Linked DNA regions of Sus scrofa: region 1 is linked to region 2. Evidence: chromatin contacts called from public Hi-C data. All regions are on one chromosome and are shown on one strand. The core of a region is the stretch at or near the end of the contact, and the rest is flanking DNA. Distances in the headings are between cores, read along the strand shown. Region 1 holds the start of RAPGEF1 (rap guanine nucleotide exchange factor 1). Region 2 holds the start of UCK1 (uridine-cytidine kinase 1).

The links. Hi-C and Micro-C count contacts between places; a contact is called where the count stands out from the background.
Region 1: a Hi-C map of embryonic fibroblasts shows a contact between it and region 2, with 2.0 times the contacts expected there. The contact joins the promoter of RAPGEF1 here to the promoter of UCK1 in region 2. A contact is called at or near these places in 1 of 5 promoter capture datasets (liver), 3 of 47 Hi-C or Micro-C datasets (embryonic fibroblasts, heart right ventricle and skeletal muscle) and 2 of 2 datasets of contacts at active chromatin or transcription factors (alveolar macrophages and skeletal muscle).

The regions. Positions count from the first base shown.
Region 1 is chr1:271,622,215-271,627,406 of Sscrofa11.1, forward strand. RAPGEF1 (rap guanine nucleotide exchange factor 1) reads right to left here and starts at 2,395. Exons shown (of 26, transcript XM_005654593.3): 1 at 2,168-2,395. The coding sequence starts at 2,228.
Region 2 is chr1:271,451,735-271,457,332 of Sscrofa11.1, forward strand. It overlaps UCK1 (uridine-cytidine kinase 1), which reads right to left and starts at 2,077. Exons shown (of 7, transcript XM_003122250.4): 1 at 1,836-2,077; 2 at 1,289-1,448; 3 at 423-519; 4 at 197-339; 5 at 16-110. The coding sequence starts at 1,943.

The sequences.
Region 1 (5,192 bases), core at 1,145-3,644, 170 kb after region 2:
GGTGACTTAGCAGTGAGCCCCTCTAGAAGCTCCTACAGAAACCAAACGGGAAATCGCGTCAAAACGCCCAGTTGAGGTCCCCTGTGGTGACCGGCAGAAACAGGAAGGCGTGCCCTTCGCTGCAGTGTCCCACAGCAACAGCTCTCCTACCAGAAGGATGGCCCTCTCGCCGGCTCCTCGCGAGGGCCCACCCTGGCTTTGCCAACCTCCGCGCTTTCTTTTTCTCAGCCCATCCTCCTCCAGAACCTTCCACACCTCTGCTCAGCCTCTCCCCCCACCTCCCCTGGGGGACCCTTCCTCTCCTCAGAGCCTGGCCAAATGCTCTTTCCTCCAGAGCCTTCCCCCCTCCCTCTGTGGGCGAGCCACCCCCTCCCTTACGCCCAGGAACCCTGCCACCTGCTACTGCACTGTCCCCGCGGCCTGCTGGCCCAGGGATGATGCTGGGTCTGGCTCTCCCGCCCTCAGACAAGCTTCTCTGAAGGCAGGCACTGCCTGGATTTTGCATCTACTACGGCCCCTGGCAGAGGGGCCCAGGGAAGGCCCTGGACGACCTATGCTGAAAAGAACTGGCCGCAGGCCTCCTTTCTCAGGGGAGAGAGGATGCATGTGACCACTCACCTGAGCAGCTGAGCTGCGGCAAGCACCTCGTGGGGGTGACAGGTGCTTGCACTGGGCTCTTCACTTTTCCGTGATTTTCAAGTTTTGCCAACTATCCTCATCCTTTGCCAAGAAGACCCTACTAGTGCTATTTTAAAATAAACCCTCCGAGTCTGCAGGCAATACCGTCCTGAGACACCATGCATCCTGAGAGACGCAGCACAGATTAACCAGAGGTGTTTCTGGAAGAGGGTGTGTGCAGGGAGGGAACCCGCGGTCACTGGATGTGGCCCTGGGGCTGAAAAACAGTGAGAAAAACACCCAGGAAACAGCACCCGAAGCCAAGGGCCCTGCACCCAAGGAGCCACCCAGGCTTCTGGCCAGAGCCGGGCATCCATGCCCAGCCGGCTGCCCTCTGGCCAGGCGGCCGGCGAGAACTCTCCACGCCCCTCTCAGCACCTGCCAGGATTTAATAAGCGAAACATCGAAGATGCTCAGCACAGCGCCGGATATATAGAAAACCCTCCAGAAAGGCCACGAAAATGTCCTTTCTGGGCTTAACCCACAGCCGGCGAGTCAGACCGCCTTCTGGGTCCACTTCGAGGCGCTTCTCAGAAACGGGTCCTGGCTCAACCTGGGAAACCAGCAACTTCCCAATCAGTGCAACCTGCCCCCTCCAGCCCCCCTAAAAGCCTGCCTTCCCAAACTGCCAAGGAGGACAAGGTACCAGGCTAGGACAACCAGGGATGTTCGCTGCCTTGGACTCAAGGATGTGCCCCGCAAGGTGCACAGTGCCGCGGGCTAATTAAGCCCTGGGCCCCAGGTGCGCGGCCCAGGTGGCATCTTTGGGGATCTACTCCCATAACAGGAGGGCAAAAGCCAGGTAACCGGAAGGCAAGGCTCCGAGACTTCTAGGAACACACAAAGAGAGGAGGTTTGCACCAAGCTTTCTGGTCGACCCCAAACCCAACCGGCTCCCCACACGCCCTGCTTTCCAGGGCGCAGCTCGATCTCAGAGGAAAGCTCGCCCGCGCCCTGAAAACGCCCAGACACATCCTGCCTGCTTCCTTTGAAGCCTCCGAAGTGGATACTTCTGGTTAAATTTAAACTCCGGGCTCCTTCGAAATGACACCTTTTACGGCTCGGCTCTATTCACCGTCTCAAAGACGCCCGCCCGCCGCCGGGGCTCGGCTCGGGCGCTGCAGCCACTCGGACACGCGGCCGCGGTCCCCCGCCTCGTCCCCGGTGCCAGCCGTTGTCTGAAAGTTCACGCCGCGGGCCGAGGGGCGCGCACCGACCGGCCCGGCCGCGGGGCCTTGCGCTCCGGCCGCGTCCGCCCCGCGCCCCCGGCCCCCGGGCCCCGCCGGTCGCGCGCCCCGGGGAGCGCCGAGCAGCCCGGCCCGCCGCCCGCCGAGGCCCGCGGAGGCGAAGCCGCGACGCGCCCAGCAGGCCCGGCGGCGGTTTCACTTCTGCTCCCGGCGCAGCGCCGGGCCCGCGGGTCCCGGGAGCCCGGCCGCCCCGCCCGCCCGCCCGAGGCACGGGCCGCGCCGCGCCGGCCGCCGCGCCTCACCTGCTTTCTCGATCTTGCCGGACATTTCCGGGCTGCGCCGGAGGCCGAGGCCGCCGCTCATCGGGCCCGGGCCGGGCCGCTGCGGGGCCACAGGCCGGCGCGGCCGCCGCTCGCCTCGGCCCTGGCTCGCCGCGCCTCAGACCCGCGCCGGCATGGCGGGCTCCGCGGGCCGCGGCCTCTGCGCTCGGCCAGCGGCGCTCCAGCCCGCCCGGGGCCGCCGCCGCTCCGCCTCCTCCGCTCCGGCCGCCGCCGCCGCCGCCGCCGCTTCCCGGGCCCGCGAGCCGGCCGCAGCGCCGCGCCGCGCCGCCGCCGCCGCCCGCTGGCCTCGGCCGCGGCCAGAGCGCCACCTACCGGGCGGCCGCCGCGCCGCCGTGGGCCCAGCGCCCCCTGCCGACTCGGAGCCGGCCTGAGCCTCCCGCCCGGGATGCAGCGCCCCCTGCCGGCCCGGAGTCTCCGCGCCGGAGCGTTGGCCCGACCTCCCAAGCCGCACCTGGGAGTCAGGGTGCCCTGCCGGCACAGAACCTCTCTGCCAGGGCCTGGGGTTGGACCCCGCCCCAGATTCAGCATCCTCTGCCATGGAAGCAGCTCCCAACCTGGATCTGGCTGAGAGCTTGCCCAGATCCCTCCCCACTTGAGACCCAGCATCCCCTGCTGGCCTGTAGTCTCCATACCGTGGCTTGGGACTGACACCCCAACCCGGGTTCAGAGCCTCCCCTGCCCAGGTCCTGGAATGCCCCCCTCACTTGGAACACAGGGCCCCTCCCAAACTCTAGCCTCCATGCCTGGGTGACTGACACCACCCAGGATTCAGAGTGCCCTGATGGCCCACACTCCATGCCAAGCCTGGGGCCCATCCCCCTCCCTCTACCTGGGTCTCAACAGCCCATTTGGGTTGAGTCACCTGGTAAGGGCTCCCTGCCATCCCAGAGCCTGGAGGCTGGGGACTGACCTGACCTGACCAGGGGCTCCTCCTGACCCGACCTCTCCCCTCACCTAAGACTCAGCACCACCTGAGAGCAGGAGCCACCTGGCCAGGTCAAGGCCTGATTCCACTTAGAGCTCAGTGTCCCCAGAGGCCCAGCCCATGAGGATGCAACAACCGTGTCCTCTCTACTCATTCAACCCCCAAAGGGGGACCAAGCTATCCTCCAGCCTGGACGTCAGCTATGGGACATTCAGAGTGTGGCAGTGAGTTCAGTAAAAGTCATTGGTTTGAGAATCAAACAACCTACTAGAGGAGTTAACACGGAGCTCAGTGGGTTAAGGATCTGACATTATCGCTGCTGTGACTCTGATTACTACTGTGATGGAGATTCAGTCCCTGGCCTGGGAAGCTCCACGTGCCTTGGGCACGCCAAAAAAAAAAAAAAAAAAAAAAAAAAAAAAAAAAAAAAAATTCCTACTAGGACCAGGCACTGTGTGAGCTGCTACGGGTCCTACAAAAATGTGCAAAATTGATTCTTCCCTCCAAAGAGTTCATAATTTGAGGAGTCAAAGTTAAATCATATAAAGCAAATAAAGATAACACACATTCAGTAACAGGGGATGTTCACATGTAGAAAAATCTCCTGCCCTCTGCTCGCTGTTCTTGGCCCCAGATGAAGTTCAAAGAAATAACTCGAAGTGAACTCAGCTGGTTTTCCCTCGAAATAGGTTAATTAAATAAGCTGGTGATGGGGACGGGATTTGGCAGGGGTGCAGGGAGAAGGGAAGGTAAATCCTGTTTGCATCGCCCCAACTTCTGGTGGGCTCGCTGATTCTGTGAGAGCTGGCCCTTGGTGGCAGCCAAATTCCCAGAGCCGTCGGTTCTAACTCTCTAGGGGTCAACGGCAAAAAGCCAAAGATTGACAAATTCATCTCTCTTCGAGCTGGTGAGTGGCTGCTCTGAGCCAGAGTGCCACTGCTCAGTTCTCTTGGAAGTCGCATCGCCAGGCGGAATCAGCCCTTGGCCCCGGACCGCCACCCCCACACTCCCACTGCTGTCCGCAATCCTTCTAGGCTTCCGGGTCGGCACTTTAGGTCCAAAAGCCTGGGTGTAAAGCAGAAGATGGGTCCGAACATATAGTAGGCCCAGCCAAGGGTTCGTGAGAGTGGAACAAAATCTATTTAATAAATCACGACCTATCAAATGACAAGGGATTTTCAAACAATGAAGTACTTTACAAACAGACATTACTGTAAATAAGGGTCATGGAGCTTATTTAATGAAGATTATTTGGAGTTCCCGTCGTGGCGCAGTAGTTAACGAATCCGACTAGGAACCATGAGGTTGCGGGTTCGATCCCTGGCCTTGCTCAGTGGATTAAGGATCCGGCGTTGCCGTGAGCTGTGGTGTCCGTTGAAGACGTGGCTCGGATCTGGCATTGCTGCGGCTCTGGCGTAGGCCGGTGACTACAGCTCCGATTCAGCCCCTAGCCCGGGAACCTCCATATGCCACGGGAGCGGCCCTAGAAAAGGCAAAAAGACAAAAAATAAGTAAATAACTAAATAAAAATAAAGATTATTCATCAAAGGTACTTAGAGTGATATGGAACGCAGGCAAGGTAATGAAGCAAAGAGATTCCTCTGGCTTTGTCCTTCCCAGCTTGAGGCCCTTTCTCATGATGCTTTTTTTGGTCTAGAATACTCTTTTTCCTCTTCATCTGGCTGATTCCTAGTTATTTTTCACTTCTCAATTTAGCTGCCACTTCTACTGGAAACCCTTCCCCAGTGGCCCCAGCGGGGCTAGCTTCCTGTACTGGTGAGGATGCCTGATTTCACTGTCAGAAACCCAGCCCAGCTCAATTAGGGCAAAAAGGGAACTTGTTGGACATCAAAACAAACAAATCAAGGATATAACCGGAAGCAACAGCCACTTCTAGCCTCTGAAACAACAACGTTGCTCCTCCGGCTTGGCTCTATCCCCAAGGAGCTCTCTACACAGAGGCTGATTTGGGTACCAGCTGAGTCTCCTTAGCCTAGCTTGAGTCACAGGCAGTTGGGATGGGCAGGTAGGGTGCATAAATTGGCCAGGTCTGAGAATTGC
Region 2 (5,598 bases), core at 827-3,326:
CACGCGAGGCGGTACCGGCAGGCAGAACTCCTCAAAGGCCGGCTTGACGAAGGTGGTGTACTGCGTCAGGATCTGCTCCAGGTCGCGCCCGCGCTGCACGTCCCGGAGCACTGCGGCGACAGGAGCAGGCGGTGACCCCGAGACCCCACACCCGCAGCCGCCCCGGCCGGGGCAGAGAGGCTCGCGGCCGCCTCACCTCTTCGCGACAGCCTGACGTCAGAGTCGGTGTCCACGAAGAGACGCAGGTGGAACATGTCCCGGATCTCCTGGGAGTAGAAGACCAGGATCCCCTCGAACAGGACCACGTCCGCGGGGTAGACCACCGTGGTCTCCGCTAGCCTGCGGGCAAGCCCAGGAAGGCACTGACTCCGGGCCGGGGGCACATCCCGGCGGGCGGGAGGGGGCCGCGGGCGCCAGCTCACCTGGAGTGGGTCACAAAATCATAGGTTGGGACCTCGACAGTTCTGCCCTCCACGATGCGTGTCAGCGTCCTGTGCATCAGCTCGTTATCAAAAGCATCTGCAGGGATGGAGGAAAAGGCCAGGCAATGCCACTGTCCCTGCCTGGGGGCAGGTCGGCACTGGCTCTGCCCCGGGGTCAGCACAGCTGGGTGCTGGTGATTCCAAAGACCCTAAAGGGCAGACACAGGTCTCTGATCACCCAGCCGGGGAGGTCGGGGTGCTGGGCGGCTTTTCTCTCCCCTTCTGGAAAATAACTAAACTGACGCTTCTCAGGCCTCCTTCCCGTGGAATGAAGTAAAGATGGGAGCCAGCCACAGGGCGGAATCTTCTAGTAGCAGCAGGCAGGAGCAGCCCGGCTCTTCCCCTTATCCATCCCATCTTGACCTGTTCCGCTGGCCCCTGACCAGACCAGGAAACGGAGCCTCAAAGGCCTCTGGTCCGCGTTTACACGCTGCCCCCCACTGCTGGCCTCTGGAGGACTCTGCCCCCCAGGGAGGGTGGGGAAACGAAAGGCCACAGTGGATGTGGCCTGTGCAGAGGGCCCTTAGCACAGGAAGCAGGGGGACAGCTCCATGACCACAGAAGTTAGGGGCAGAGCAGTGGTCCTGAAGACCTCCTGGGGTGTGGACTTCCTGCGAGTCCAACCCAGGGAGCCACCCAGGGCCCAGAGAGCTTGGGAGTGACCTCCTGGCTCAGGCACGCAGCCCGCCACCGCGGTGATTTCACGGAACCACTCAGGTCTCTTCTTATCCCTGTCCAACCCGGACCCAGTCTCTGCGGTCTGCCTCCTCCCCCACTCCCTCCTCACCCCTGGAGTCTCTCTCTACCTGGATGGTCAAAATTGTACTGTCCCTTCAAGGCCTTGGCCTTCTGCTCCGGGGTCAGGACCTTATAGAACCTGTCTTGGCTCAGGATGACCAGCTTCCGCTGCCTGTGGTCTACTTCATTCTGTCCCAGCAGCTCCATGATCTTCTCACAGACAGTTGACTGGGAACAGAGAAACAGGATCCCCGCCTGGAAACGCCCACCCTGACCCAGCAACTCCCTGAGGGGCTGCCAGACCGGCCAGTGGCAGGCGGGGCTGCACTTGGCGGGAGGGCCTCGGGGCACTGGCTGGAGCCGCGCAGGCCTAGAAGCCACGAGAGGCCAGGCCAGCGGGGAGTCTGGGGTGGCCCCCAGGGTCCAGGGCTCGGCTCCCCCCTCCTCTTGCCTGCGCCGGGTCCAAGCCTAGTCCTCGGGGGACCCTCCGCCCCCAGCCTCAGCAGCTTGGGGCTGGGGTCTCTCTTTGGACAAAGGCCGCATCGGGCCCCGGAATCCCTAGGGACCGGGGGTCGGGGTGACGCGCAGGCCCCGCCGCGCCGCCCAGCCCCTTACCTTGCCGCTCGCGGTGCCGCCGCTCACCCCGATCAGGAAGGGCCGCTGGTGAGGACGGTCCGCCTCGGGCGCCGCGCCCTCGCAGTCCCCGCCTCCAGCCGCAGCCATCCCCGGTGCCGCTCGCCCGCATCGGGTTCCTCGCTCCCGCCGCCACCCCGAACCAGCCGGCCAGCCAGCCCCAGCGCAGAGATCTGAGACGCTGCCCCCCAGCTCCACTTCCGGGAGGCAAGCGGCCGCGGGCGCGCGCGGGGCACGGCGGGACTTGTAGTCCCAGGCAGCCGAAGGCGCTGCGCATGCGCGGGCCGGGCCCGGCCGCTGCTCCCAATGGATGCTGAGCGGCCGCTCCGTGGCAGGTTTTTTGCTTTGTGTTTTTGGTTTGTGTTTTTGCTGCAAAGGACAAAAGTCACTCAGTACCGTAACTAGCTGCAGGCATCTCTAGATGCGGGGCAGCCTCCGGGAAGGTTCCCTCCACCCGTTGGAAATGATCCCCTCCGGACTGAAAGGCTAGAGTGGGGACTTGGGCCAGCGCCAGCGCTGAGCCCCCTGAGCTGGTCGGAAACTAGAACTGGTTTTGCTGCTTCGTGTGCGGTCACCTTGAGCGCGGCTTCACCTCTGCACCTCCCCTTCCCGCTCAGCTCCTGCCTGCATCATCAGGGCCCGACCTCTCCTGGCTGAGCACAGCCTTAGCCCTGCCTTGGCTCGCCCTCACTTCAGCCCAGCCTACACACTGGCCACCTAGCACTTTGTAGTGTTTTCTAACGCTGTCACCTACCCGCTCCCCCGCTAGAGCCTTCCGTGGCTCCCTGCTGCCTCTGGCAGCAAGTTCCTGGCTTCCTCAACCTTGTGGGCAGAAGTCGTCTTTTTAGATTCAGGCAGGAGGCAGGCCGTGAGCCAAGAAACAGCTGGGTTCCACCTGCACTCTCAGTGCCTGGCACAGAGAAGGCAAATACACATTGACTCAAATTGTGTATTCCCCCCAATGGTATCAAGACTCTCTTTGCAGGTCTAGCTCCTAATGTCTTGTGAGCTCTCCATGAATATTTGATGATGTTGCAATTTGATTCAGGAGAGACTATTTCAACATGGGGGCATCAGGTGAAGTCACTGCCCATGTGACTGCAGAGGCATTAACCCATCTCGGGAAGGGTTACAGGACAGTTCTGCTGATCAGAGAGGGTACAAGGAGACGCGGGCCTCCTGAGCCCTGGGACCTGGGCAGAGGGAAGCTGATGAAAGGGCAGCTGACCAGTGTGGGAAAACCACCCCCTAACTGAGAGGAACTCTAGCTCAAAACAGGGAGGTCCATTCCCACGCTTCCGGGCAGCACGGTGAGGTTGGACACCAGGCTCTGGGGAGAGCTGGGTTCCAACCTTGCCTCTGCTGAGTGACCTTGGCAGTGATGTGGCCATGGTGTCCCTTACATCTCAGATGTTAGGGGTGAATGTAATGACTGTGAAATAAACACATACAAATGGAACCCGGGGCACCCCATGGTGGCAGAGGTTCAACAACAGACCCCAAGAGGAGTTCCCGTCGTGGTGCAGTGGAAATGAATCTGACTAGGAACCATGAGATTGCGGGTTCCATCCCTGGCCTCGCTCAGCGGGTTAAGGATCCAGCGTGGCCATGAGCTGTGGTGTATGTTGCAGACACAGCTTGGATCTGGTGATGCTGTGGCTGTGGTGTAGGCCGGCAGCTGTATCTCTGATTGGAACCCTAGCCTGGGACCCTCCATATGCCGCAAGTGTGGCCCTAAAAACAAACAAACAAACAAAAAAACCAGGCCAAAAGAGAAATTGAAATAGAGAAGTCATTCTTGCAGATCTTGAAGGAAGGCTAAGGCGTGGCTGGAGGGGCGTGGCAGGGAGGTGGAGGCAGAGTGGGGACACAGAGGCAGGCTCCGGGGCACACACCTTTATCAGGGTCACGGGTGGAGTGCTTTGGGGTTCTTGGCCTAAGGCTGTGTTGGTCAGTTTGAACCAAAGGAGCGAGCAGGGTTTGGGGAGCGGCTTGGAGGGTCTTTATCTAAGGGACGTGTGAGGGGAAGGCGCGGATGGCAGGAGAGCGTTGACCACCAGGGTGGACGTTGGCTTGTGACTCGCAGGCTGCTCTCTAGGGCCTGCGCGTGTGTGACGGGGCTAGTGTCAGTGTCGGGTCTCTGCAGGCTGCTCGGCCAAACTAAATGGGTGCCAGGCAGCAGGGCTGTGGAGGGGCTGAGCCAAACTCTTGACCAGGAAATGCCATGAGGCTTCCATGCCAGAAGGCACACAAAGGGCCTGGTGTGAGGCCCAGCCCAGAGAAGGTGCCTGTTCTGTGTAGTCATTTCTGTGTCTATGTGACATCCGTTCCTCACAGAGTCAACTGTATTAACTCTATTTTCTTTTCCTTTCTCTCTCTCTCTTTTTTTTTTTTTTTTTTTTTTTTTTTTTTGGCAGCCCTGTGGCACATGGAGTTCCTGGGCCAGGGATCAGATCTGAGCCACAGTTGTGACCTGCAGCACAGCTACGACAATGCCCAATCCTTTAACCCACTGTGCCAGGCTGGGGATTGCACCTGCATCCTGGTGCTGCAGAAGGCCACCTATCCTGTTGCATCACAGCAGGAACTCCTAACTATATTTTCTTATTTGGGGTATTCTTGATGCTCTGGCATTTGGGGGCCTTACAAATCCTTCCTCTCCCAAAGCTAGCCAATCCTCAGGGATGGCAAAGGGAGCCCATCTTTCGCAGGCAACGCAGCCAATCCCCAACCACCTCCCATCTAACCCTACACACTCCCACCAAGCCCCAGGCACAGACAGCCCCCGAGACCCTCAGGGTCTCAGTGGGGTCAGCCCCTTCGCCTGGCTGACTCTTCCCAGCATCCCTTCCCCAAAGATGCTTCCTCCCCAGCTGGACCAGGCCAGTGTTCTCCAGAGATGCCGCATTTCTCCTGGAAAGCACGGAACACAGCTACAGTTAAGTAGCAGATTCGACAATCACCACTTGATGTTTGTTCCCAGTTCTGCCTGTTTGGCCAAACCTCTCTGCCACTCGCAGGCAGCATCTCTTCTTGCCAGGTGAGCAATGGGCTCGAGACTCATAGGTTTGGTTTTCTTAGAAGCAGGTGAGGCAGAACTCTGCGATGCTCTGCCCTGTCTTCACCACCCCCCACCAGGTCAAGTTCACAGGAGCTCTCCGTCCCCATCCCCGTAGCCCCGCCACCTGCAAAAATGTCAGTTCATTCCGGTCGGGTCTTTAAGCTTTTGTTGAACACGAGCTGGAGCGCTGCGTTTAAAGAGCTAACCAGGTGCCTGTCATCATCAGAGCGTTTTTTCTTCTTCTTTGTAGGGCTGCACCTGCAGCATATGGATGTTCCCAGCCTAGGGGTTGAATCCAAGCTGCAGCTGTGACCTACACCACAGCTCACAGCAACGCAGGATCCTTTAACCCACTGAGGGAGGCCAGGGATCAAACCCGCATCCTCATGGATACTAGTCGGGTTCTTAACCCGCTGAGCCGTGATGGGAACTCCCAGAGCATTTACTGCCACTCTCCTAATCACAGGTGTAACCCCTGCTCCCTGCAGAAAATGCACCTTACACACAAATGAATAACCCCTCACTCAGGGGGTTTGTATTCTGGTGTTTGCTCTCTGGTCTGACATGGCCATCACAAGATAGCCTGAGCTTAAACAAAGCTTGGTTATGTACCTTAAAGAGCAGAAAAGTCTCACACCCTCTGTCAAAAGTGCAGAAATAGCAGGAGGAAAACCACACATCACC